Regions from separate parts of the Pan troglodytes genome. Here all the other regions are linked to region 3. A link is a contact called in public HiChIP or PLAC-seq data. All regions are on one chromosome and are shown on one strand. The core of a region is the stretch at or near the end of the contact, and the rest is flanking DNA. Distances in the headings are between cores, read along the strand shown.

Region 1 (3,446 bases), core at 63-2,562, 420 kb after region 3:
GTCTCATCCCAGATGGACGTTCGAAAACAAGCACACTCCAGCGGGCGAGACAGACGCCTCAGGTCTTCCTCTCGCTCTTTAAAAATCAGGTCACGCTGATCCTCCTGAACCAGATCCATTTTGTGCACCAGGCAGAAGATTTTGGCGTCAGGAGAGTTCTGGAGGATGGCCTCCAGACACGACTGGTAATAATGCATGTCCTTTTCCAGTTCGCGGCTCTCCACGTCAAACACGTAAATCAAAACTTCCACGTTACGGAAGATATTGTCTCGCTGGCTGGTGAAGTAATTTTCCATGAAGGTGTCCTGACCGCCACAGTCCCACAGGTTCAGCACCAGGTTCCCTAGGAATCGGACGTGGGAGTGCTCCACGTCAATGGTGGCCCCCAGGCGCCGGGTGTCGCGAGCAATGTAATTGGCGAAGATTATCGACCTCATGCTGGTCTTCCCCGACCCGCTCTTCCCCATCAGCAGCACCTTTTTCTTCATGGCTGTATTTGGCATCACCCGCCGGGGCACCGCGGACTGGGCCTGAGGGCGCGGCCTACACGCAGCGCCGAGGGAGGGGTCGGGGGCTGCCGGGGACTCGCAGGCCGCGCCTCGCTCCGCTCCGCCGCGCAGCTGGGCAGGCAGGAGAGTCGAGAGCGCGAACCCGGGGCTGGAGAGGCCGCGGACGGGCTGGCTCTTACTCAGATGGGAGCGCCCGCGGCTGTCAGTGGCAACGGCTCGGGAGTTACGCTCGCTTTCCGGAGAGGGAGCCGCTGCGTCCCCGCCACCACCCACTTCCGGCGGCGATCTCGCGAGAGCTCCCTCGCTCCGCCCTCCGTGCCCGACGAGCCTTGAAAAGCCGCTGCTCTAATGAAACCTAACCGGGGCGGCGTGAGCCCTAAGATGGAAGGGAAGCTCGAGGACTTCGGTCTTTTGTTCTGTTGCAGCTGGGTTTGCGGTTGCTAGGGGTACGTGTGTGGTTGGCCGGGGGAAATGCTGCCCTCTCGTGGCCAAAAAAAGCCCCAACCACCACCGCCACCGCAACTGGCTTTAGGAGCGAGGTGTGTCGGGCCGGTTTCCGCAGGGGCAGCCGACTGGTGAAGTGGAGGGAAAGCCTAACTTCCCAGTCCGCTTAGGCCTCCCCAGCTTGCCCGGCCCAGTGAGTACAAGGGCAGGGCAGATGGAGACTGTGCAGGCGCGGAAAGTGAGACTTGTAGACAAGCGATTGCCCGTTGCTGCGCAGCTAGGTAATAGCAAGTCCCTCCTAGGAGACATCCTGGCTTCCAGTGGGTGCTTTTAATTTCTTTCTCACATCTGCTTTTCCGTAATCTCAGACTTTAGAATTTATAATTAGAATTCCAAAGCTCGAGGAAATGATAATGTGGAATCCCATGCATTAGTTCCATCCTCACAGTAACCCTGTGAATTAATAACCCTATTTTCAAGTTAGGGAATCAAAGGTTAGAGAGGTTAAGTCACTTGACCAAGTTACACAGATACTAAATGATGAAATGGAATTTGGTTTTAGACAGTCTTGCTGCGGTCTATTTGCCTAACAATAGGCTACCCTGTGCCCCTCTCAAAGCATAATATAATTCTGCTCTTGGTCTTCAAGTAGTTGAGTGAATCAGTGTCGCCAGTATCGTTCATACAGAATGAATGAGAGTCATCAGGATACTGAAGCCTCTGTATCTACCTTAAAGTCCTTTTTTTTTCTTTTGAGACGGAGTCTCACTCTGTTACCCAGGCTGGAGTGCAGTGGCGCGATCTCAGCTCACTGCAACCTACGCCTCCTGAGTTCAAGCGATTCTCCTGCCTCAGCCCCCCAAATAGCTGGGATTGTGGGCACCTGCCACCACGCCCGGCTAATTTTCGTATTTTTAGTGGAGACGGGGTTTCACTATGTTGGCCAGGCTGGTCTGGAACTCCTGACCTCAAGCCAGCCACCTGCCTCGGCCTCCCAAAGTATGGGATTATAGGCGTGAGCCACCGTGCCTGGCCTAAAGCCCTTATCAAAGTGTATAGTGTACTGTACAAATTCAGGTATTCCATTCTTTCATTTATTCAAAAAATATTTTAATTCCTACTGTTAACGTGTGCAGTAAAAGAAGTTCAAAAATGGCCTTTGCTGTAGTTTATGGAAATCATAGAGTGAAATTCCGTAATGCAATATAGTATGTGGAAAATCTCCTCTCAATGTATTCAATTTCATCTCCTTGGTGATACCTCTTCTGGAGCCTTCTTATCTGATCGCCTTTCACCACCATTCTGGGGTTTCCCTTCCCCGTTCTTTCGAGTTGGGTATTCTTTTTCCTGATTTCACATCTTCTCATTTTTGGCTCATTTGGTGGAACACATGTTCCAATAGTTTCCAGATAAAAAGTATGAGGAGAGTAAAAATTTCAAGACATTGGATGTCTGAAAATTTCTTTGTTTTTACCCTCACACTTGATTGGTTGGACACAATTTTTCCTCAGAGTCTTGGAGGCATTGCTCTGTTGCTCCATCGTCTTTTAGCAGCCAGTAGTCTGATGCCTGCTTCTTGGTTTTGATCTATTCTTTCCTCTCTAAAAACATATTCGAAATTTTCTTATTCTAGTGTTCTGAAACTTAATGATAATTGGCATTGTTGAGCCCAAATTTGCATTGTACTGGACTCTCCAATGTGTCTTTTAATTTGGAAACCATGCCCTTGAATTCTAAACAATGTTCTTGAATTGTTTGATGATGTATTTCCTCTATTCTGTCATGTGAATACTCCTAAGGTCTGGATATCACATTTTATGGAGTCTCCTCTAATGTATTTTTTTTCTTTTTTTTTTGGAAACAGGGTCTCACTCTGTTGCCCATGCTAGAGTGTAGTTGCACGATCTTGGCTCACTGCAACCTCCACCTCCCGGGTTCAAGAGATTCTCCTGCCTCAGCCTTCCAAGTAGCTGAGACTACAGGCCTCCACCACCATGCCTGGCTAAGTTTTATTTTTGTTTTTGTTTTTGTTTTGAGATGGAGTCTTGCTCAGTAGCCTAGGCCGGAGTGCAGTGGCACTATCTCGGCTTACTGCAACCTCCGCCTCCCAGATTCAAGCCATTCTCCTGGCTCAGCCTCCCGAGTAGCTGGTATTACAGATGCCTGCCACCATGCCTGGCTAATTTTTGTATTTTTAGTAGAGAGGGGGTTTCACCATGTTGGCCAGGCTGGTCTCAAACTGCTGGTCTTAAGTGATCTGCCCGCCTCAGCTTCCCAAAGTGCTGGGGTTACAGGCATGCGCCACTGCGCCTGGCCTTCTTTTCTTTTAAAAAATTTTTTTAAATTTATTTTTAGAGACAGGATCTTTCTCTGTCAACCAGGCTGGAGTGCAGTGGTGAGATCATAGCTCATTGCAGCCACCACCTCCTCGGCTCAAGGGATCCTCACATGCCAGCCTCCCAAGTAGCTAGGATTATAGGTGTGTGCCACTAT
Region 2 (3,854 bases), core at 1,270-3,769, 360 kb after region 3:
TTTGAGTCCACCTGTGACCTGAACCCACCACTTTGAGTTGCCTCACCTTTCTGTACAGAACCAATGTATACGTCACGTGTATTGATTGATGTCTTATGTCTCCCTAAAACTGTATAAAACAAAGCTATAGCCCCACCATCTTGGGCACATGTTCTCAGGAACCCTTGAGACTGTGCCTCAGGCCATGGTCATTCATATTTGGCTCAGAATAAACCTCTTTAAATATTCTGTTAGAGGAACCCCTGCTTACCAGACCTGTGGTTTAATAAAACATGACTAGAGTGACTCCATCTTAAAGTAGCTAGGCACTTACAAGGCTCCTATAAAATTAATGCTTATGGTTTAAAAATAGCCACATTCTAAGCTGGCCACCAAATATAATTACAGAATATTTATGGCCATACAGGACATCTCCCACTAAGCCTGCAGAATGTCCAGATGTTCTAAAGAGCAGCCCACTTTACTTAAAGATGACGTTAATGAGCAAGCTTAGGTTGAAAGATTAATGGTCTCTGAAAGCACAATAGCCCTACCTTTAGTGAGCACATCTGCGCATTCCAAGTTTAATCACAGCTCTTTACAGTTTCTTACAAGCAGAGACAGTAACAAAGGACCTTGTGTTCCTCCGCCTGCTTTCTGAGGTTGCTCCGCTCTTCAACGGAGTAGTTTCCAATAAACTTGCTTCCTTCATTGTGTTCTGTGATTCACCTCAAATTATTTCCTGCACGAGATCCAAGAACCTTCTCTTTGGGTCTGGATCAGGACTCTGTTTTTTCCGGCAACAATTTTACAGACTTTGACTCTTTTTGTCGACAGGAGTCAGAGATTTTTTTTTTTTTGTGTGGCTGTTCTTTTGCTTTGAGAAGGGTCTTGCTCTGTCACTAGGCTGAAGTGCAGTCGTGCAATCACAGCTTACTGCAGCCTCAGCCTCCCAGGGCCCACGTGATTTTCCCACCTCAGCCTTCTGAGCAGCTGGACCACAGGCGTGCACCACCAGAACGGAGTCAGAGATCTTACAGATGACCTCCATAATGAAAAGCTATGGGTCATAGCATAAACTTCAAAAGGTGCTTTTAGGCTGGGCACGGTGGCTCATTCCTTGGGAGGTCAAGGTGGGCAGATCGCTTGAGCCCAGGAGTTCGAGCCCAGCCTGGGCAACTTAGTGGCTTTTCTTTCTTTCTTTCTCTCTCTCTCTCCTCTTTTTTTTTTTTTGAGACAGAGTCTCACTTTGTCGCCCAGGCTGGAATGCAGTGGAAGGATCTTGGCTCACTGCAACGTCTGCCTTCCGGGTTCAAGCGATTCTTCTGCCTCAGCCTCCCGAGTAGCTGAGCTGGGATTACAGGCATGCGCTACCACGCCCGGCTAATTTTGTATTTTTAGTAGAGACGGGGTTTCTCCATGTGGGTCAGGCTGGTCTCGAACTCCCCACCTCAGGTGATCCGCCCACCTTGGCCTCCCAAAGTGCTGGGATTATAGGCGTGAGCCACTCTGCCCCGCCTCTCTCTCTTTTATTAAGGTGATTTTAGTGAGGCAGGAGACAATCATTGCCAGAGGTAGCAATGAGACTTAAAAGCAGGTTACCCAATCCACTTCCAGGCCCTGTTGTCAGTGGGGTTTGTGGTAGGCAACAGCTGTCAATTAAGACGACTGGCCGGGTGCGGTGGCTCACGCCTATAATCCCAGCACTTCGGGAGGCCGAGGCGGGCGGATCACGAGGTCAGGAGATCGAGACCATCCTGGCTAACACGGTGAAACCCCGTCTCTACTAAAAATACAAAAAATTAGCCCGGCGTGGTGGTGGGAGCCTGTAGTCCCAGCTACTCGGGAGGCTGAGGCAGGAGAATGGCGCGAACCTGGGAGGCGGAGCTTGCAGTGAGCCGAGATTGCGCCACTGCACTCCAGCCTGGGCGACAGAGCTAGACTCCGTCTCAAAAAAAAAAAAAAAAAAAAAAAAAAAAAAAAAAAAAATAAGAGGACTGCAGGCGGCCAGGCGCAGTGGCTCACGCCTGTAATCCCAGCACTTTGGGAGGCCAAGACCGGCAGATAACCTGAGGTCAGGAGTTCGAGACCAGCCAGCCAAAATGGCGAAACCCCGTCTCCATTAAAAATACAAAAAAATTAGCCGGGCGTGGTGGCGGACACCTGCTAATCCCAGCTACTCGGGAGGCTGAGGCAGGAGAATCGCTTGAACCCGGGAGGCGGAGGTTGCAGTGAGCCGAAATCGCGTCACTGCACCCCAACTTGAGCAACAAGAGCGAAACCCCGTCTCAAAAAAAAAAAAAAAAAAAAAAAAAGGACTGCAGGGGGAGTATAGAGCCAGATTTCATTTAAAGCAGGAAAAGGAACATCCAGCATTTGAGGACATAGATTTCGCTAACGACAGAAATGAGGCTCAGAGATTACGTGGCTTGATTAGAGTCACAGTGAGCATAGCGGAGGATGGAACCAATGCTTTATCTCTACACCGAGGCATAGTGCTCCATTTATGGCTTTTTTGTGACGTAACAACTAGGATACACAAGCAAATGGACCCCACTAACCAAGAATCAGAAACCCAAAGGCCCGAGGATCTGGGCACGACAGCGGTTAAGCAAGCGCAGAGCAAGTCGCTGGCCGCGCAATGCCCCGTGGGTCTTGTAGTTTCTTGGCTGGGCATGGCCGGAAGGGAGGAGAGAAGGACGCATTGCATGGCGGGAGATATAGTCTTTGCCGGAAGTCCCTCCTCCCTCGGACGCCTGGCGGCGCCGGCGCACACTGCTCTTCGTTAAGGGCGGGAGTCTCGGTTTGTGGTGGCTTCGCTTAGGCAGTGGTGGCCGCACTATACCGTTAGAAACTCAGTTTCCCGGAGGTTGTAAGGCCCTTTGAGGCGAAATGGCTCTGGGCGTGAAAGGAGCAGGCGTTGGCAATGGAAGGACCACCGCGACCTCAGGCTGACCGTAGGGAGGGATCTTGAGGGCCCTCCGAGTCCCCTGGGCTTGCTCTTTCTTTCTTTGCAGCCGCCGTGCCTACCGCGAGGATGAGCTCGGCCTCGGTCACCGCTTTCGAGAAGGAGCATCTCTGGATGTATCTGCAGGCGCTCGGCTTCGAGCCAGGCCCGGCAACCATTGCCTGCGGAAAGATCGTGTCGCACACGCACCTCGGAGTGTAAGGAGGCCGGGGCCGGCGGGGCGGGGGAGCCTGAACCGGGGGACGCCGGGGGACTCGCCCTTTTGTACACCCCGGAGGTTGATTAATCAGAATTGGTTGAGCAGTTACTCTGTGCCAGGCATTGGCTCCAAAGTTCCTACTCCCAGTTGCTGCCAGCCTAGGGGCAGAGACAGACAGTAAATAATGCAAGAGTGCCGGAAGCGCTCTGTAGGGGAGTGCAAAAGTCTGCAGATGGGGAGAGTGCAAAACTGGAGGAGCAGCTTAACTCTGCCTATGTGGTGGAGGGGTGGTTTGTGAAGTAGTGGGAGGGATGGCGGGTGGTAGTGGAAGAGCATGGGAACCATATGTACAAAACACCTTTTGGACTCAAGGGAGCCTTTGAAGGTGGTTGTTTAATTTTATAATTTTTAATTTTTTAATTAGTAAGGCATGTTGGAGTTAGCATAAAACAACGGAGAAGGGTATTAAAAACAAATACCCTTTTAAGAAAAGTATGGAAAGTAAAAGCCCCTTCCCTACTTTTTCCACTTCTGTTTTATCAACTTTAGCCAGTATCTCTATTTAATCATTCCCACTGTAGGCCAAGAGGAATTCTTTTCTTTCATATGGAGTCTCGCTCTGTTGCCAGGCTGGAGTGCAGTGGCACGATCTCGGCTCACTGCAACCTCCAACTCCCTGGTTCAAGCGATTCTCCTGCCTCAGCCTCC
Region 3 (3,874 bases), core at 1,268-3,767:
ACAATCTCTAAATCAGTGGTTCTCAACCAGGAACAACTCCCGGCTCTCCTCGCCAGATATCTGACATTTGACAATGTTTGGGACACTTTAGGTTGTCACCACTGGAAGGGTAGGTGCTACTGGCATCTATACTGCTGAACTCCTTCGCTCGCTCACTCTCTCATCCACACCCATATACCCACACATACCCCAAGTCGCTTGTCTCTGTGGAGGCTTGCCCCGGTTTCTCAGTAGCTCTGGTGGATCTGGGGGTTAGGGTTCTAGACCGTCAAGGGGCCAACCAAACTGAAACCTGGAGTGGAGTCACCAAGAGGCAGAGCCCAGTGGGCCCGAAATATACATACTTTCAGGGAATCTCGTATAGATATATGCATGAACACGGCCTTGGGGTGGCAGAAGCGTTAGCGTTATCAGCTTTGGGGTAAATCCATTCTCTGGAACCTTGGCTTTAAAGAGCTCCCGCAAAGCGCAGAGCTTTCCTCTGGGGGCGCATTTCTGCGGCCCAGAGTCAGCACGGTCCGCTCGCCTGGAAACATCCCCGGCGGCGAGTATAGGCAGGCACGCAAGAACTCTCTCCCGCCTGCGGAGGAGGCAAAAGCCGCCCTGGCCGCCCCCGCCGCAGCCCTGCGCCCAGCGCCCGCCAGCCCCTAGTCCCACAGCCACGCGCCTTCTAGTCCCACAGCCACGCGCCTTCAAGTCCCACAGCCCCGAGCCCCGCAGCCCCGCGCCCTTCAGCCCACCGCGCTCTCGCCCGGCAGCACTGCCCCCTGGTGGGCGCCCGGAGCAGCGCCCGCCCGCTCCTCGGACACCCAGGCCGAGCTGCTCCCAGCCCGCTCCAGACACTACACCCACCGGGCTCCGCTCCCCACGCCCGCATCTCCCAACTGCCAGCCATAGGACCAAGCAGAAGTGCATCCCTGACCTTCCTGTGGTCCCAACGGACAATGGCCAAGACACCACAATCACAATGTGTCTTGCAGGTCATAGCTCCCCTTTCTGATATTTTCAACTCATGGGTATGGCTCCTGCTGGCTTCTTTCACGCTTGCTCTGCACAAAAATACACACACACTCACACGCTCACACGCACACTCCTCAGTACTCCTGACATCCAACCAGGTGCCGTGGACAGAAGAGCCATCATCTGCCCAGCGGTCTGGCAGCCTGGAGACCTTTCCCCTGGCCTAGTGCTCGCTGCCCGTCAGGTATCAGTTTGGACGCCGCATTCCAATCCAGGAAGCCTTCCTCACCAGGGCAAGGTATTCTCACCACACCCCAAAACTCTTTTGCTCTAAGGCAGGGGTCTCCACACCCCAGGCCGCAGACCAGTACTCCTTTGTGGCCTGTTAGGAACCCGGCTGCACAGACGGAGGTGAGCCCCGGGGCGAAGGCAAGCATGACCGCCTGAGCTCCACCTCCTGTCAGATCAGCAGTGGCATTCGATTCTCATAGGAGTGTGAACCCTGTTGTAAACTGCGTATGGGAGGGATCTAGGTTGCATGTTCCTTATGAGAATCTAATGCCTGATGATCTGTCACTGTCTCCCATCATCCCCAGATGGGACCACCTAGTTGCAAGAAAACAAGCTAAGGGCTCCCACTGATTCTACATTATGGTGAGTTGTAATTATTTCATTATATATTACAATGGAATAATTATTATTCTTACATTACAATAATTATTTCATTATACGTTACAATGTAATAATAATAGAAATAAAGTGCACAATAAATGTAATGAGCTTGGACCATCTGAAACCATTCTCCACCTCACACTCCCAGCCCTTTCCAGTCTGTGGAAAAAAGTGTCTTCCATGAAACCGGTCCCTGGTGTCAAAAAGGTTGGAGACCGCTGCTCTACGGATTGATTGGTTGATAAATTGATGCTTGGATTCAGTCTCCCAGGCCCTGGGTTTGTCTCTGGGAATACAAAGATGAGGAGGCCAGGCGGTGCGGGTAGGGAGAGGCCAGACTGGATGGCTTTATCCCACCAGACATCCTAAGATTTGGGAAGAGAACAGGTTTTCTTCCAAGTGAACCCCCAGGCCAGCTTCCTAAAACCTCCTCTTTCCTAGCTCAGCCCACACCCCTCTCCTCCTTAGTGCTGCCTCCCTTCACTGCTTCTCGGGGTATTTTCCACAGCTGGTTGTAGGTAGCGGTACCCCTCCCCGCCTCAGAGGGAGGGCATGAAAAGGTATTACAGGAAATTTCACCAGGGACCATGGGAGAGAAAGAGGAAGCCCTGGGCATGTGTGTGCCAGCACTTGTCAGTGTGCACCTATGTGTGCATGCAAGGTGCGTGCACACACGGGAGGAGTCTAGAGGTTCCACAACGCTATGCGTGCACACACGGGAGGAGTCTAGAGGTTCCACAACGCTAAATCCATTCTGGCGGTTTTAGCTAAAAGTGGGGAGGGGATTCCACATTCCTGGCACATGACAGTGTAGTGCGTGGTTCAAATAACGTTTGCCCAAAATTCACCTTCACCCAGAATCTCAGTATGTGACCTTATTTGGCAATGGGGTCTTTGCAGATGTCATTAGTTAAGATGAGGTCATACCGGATTAGGGTGGGCCCTAAGTTCAATGACTGATGTCTTTATAAGATAAAGGAGAAACTTAGACACAAGGCCACAGGGACACAAGGAAGAAGCCCCATGACAGTGGAAGGAGAGACATGGAGCAGATTCTTGCTCAGAGCCTCCAAAAGGAGCCAACCCCGCCCACACCTTGATTTTCGACTTCTGGCCTCCTGAACCGTGACAGAATAAATTTCTGATGTTTCAAGCCACTAAGTTTTGAGGTGATCTGTTACACAGCCATGGAGACAGGCCCAAAGGCCATGTGAAAGACCAGGAAGAACACACAAAGCTCTGAGAGACTCGAGTGAAGGGGACAAGGGGGAGACGCTCAAAACCAGAAAGACTGGAAAGGAAGGCAGGGACCAGATCGTGGAGGAGACTTCAGATCACACTCAGGGTCTCCAATCAGGTTTGTTTTGTTCTAAGAGCAATGGGAAGGAACTGGTGGGGCCTGAGCAGGAAGGACACTGTCAGATTTCTCTCTAGAAAGACAGCTGTGGCTCCAGCAGGACAGATGGGCAATAGAAGGTGGCACCTTCTCCAGGATAAGGAAAAATGGATGGATTTGAGACATTGGAGAAGTGGAATTAACAGGATTTATTTACTTCTAGATTGGATATGGGTTGGACACAGTGGCTAACACCTATAATTCCAGCACTTTGGGAGGCCAAGGCAGGAGGATCACTTGAGCCAAGGAGTTTGAGACCAGCTTGGGCAACATAAAGAGACAAAATTTAAAAATTAGCCAGGCATGGTGACACGTGACTGTGGTCTCAGTGACTCAGGAGGCTGAGGCAGGAGGGATCCCCTGAGCCCAGGAGAGGGAGGCTGCCTTGAACTATGATTACACCACTGCACCCAGCCTGAGTGACAGAGCAAGACCCTGTCTCAAAATAGATTGGATATAGACAACTGAGAGAGGTGGGGACTGCCTCTGCCAACTGAATGGAAAGTGACACCACTCACTGAGAAAGTGGACAAGGCCCAGATTTAAGAGAGGTATAAGTAAAGGCAAATGTGAGTTGTCTATGGGCATCCAATAGAGATGGCCAGGAAATAATGAGACTTGCAGACCTGTCACTGAGCAAAGAGAGATAGCTCGTGACTCCTCACTATGGCCACAGGCAGTACCAGCATCCAGGACTGTTAAGCAGTAGATGGTTTTGATTACTAGCTGCCATTTACAAAAACCTGAGGATGCTCAAGTCCAGGATATAAAATCACGCAGTATTTGTATATAACCTATACACATTCTCCCCCCGCCCCTTTTTTTTTTTTTTTTTTTTTTTTTTCC

Evidence for each region. HiChIP or PLAC-seq counts read pairs in DNA pulled down with a chosen protein or histone mark.
Region 1: an H3K4me3 HiChIP or PLAC-seq map of stem cell-derived excitatory neurons shows a contact between it and region 3, with 9 times the contacts expected there. The contact joins the promoter of RRAGA here to the promoter of LOC100614312 in region 3. A contact is called at or near these places in 1 of 7 Hi-C or Micro-C datasets (stem cell-derived neural progenitor cells) and 1 of 1 datasets of contacts at active chromatin or transcription factors (stem cell-derived excitatory neurons).
Region 2: a contact with region 3 is called in an H3K4me3 HiChIP or PLAC-seq map of stem cell-derived excitatory neurons, with 7 times the contacts expected there. The contact joins the promoter of HAUS6 here to the promoter of LOC100614312 in region 3. A contact is called at or near these places in 1 of 7 Hi-C or Micro-C datasets (induced pluripotent stem cells) and 1 of 1 datasets of contacts at active chromatin or transcription factors (stem cell-derived excitatory neurons).

What each region holds. Positions count from the first base shown.
Region 1 is chr11:96,854,137-96,857,582 of NHGRI_mPanTro3-v2.0_pri, forward strand. RRAGA (Ras related GTP binding A) reads right to left here and starts at 1,313. Exons shown (of 1, transcript XM_528488.8): 1 at 1-1,313. The coding sequence starts at 503.
Region 2 is chr11:96,798,058-96,801,911 of NHGRI_mPanTro3-v2.0_pri, forward strand. It overlaps HAUS6 (HAUS augmin like complex subunit 6), which reads left to right and starts at 2,520. Exons shown (of 17, transcript XM_009456365.4): 1 at 2,520-3,144. The coding sequence starts at 3,017.
Region 3 is chr11:96,437,086-96,440,959 of NHGRI_mPanTro3-v2.0_pri, forward strand. LOC100614312 (microtubule-associated proteins 1A/1B light chain 3B) reads left to right here and starts at 2,518. Exons shown (of 2, transcript XM_063787347.1): 1 at 2,518-2,568. The coding sequence starts at 2,518.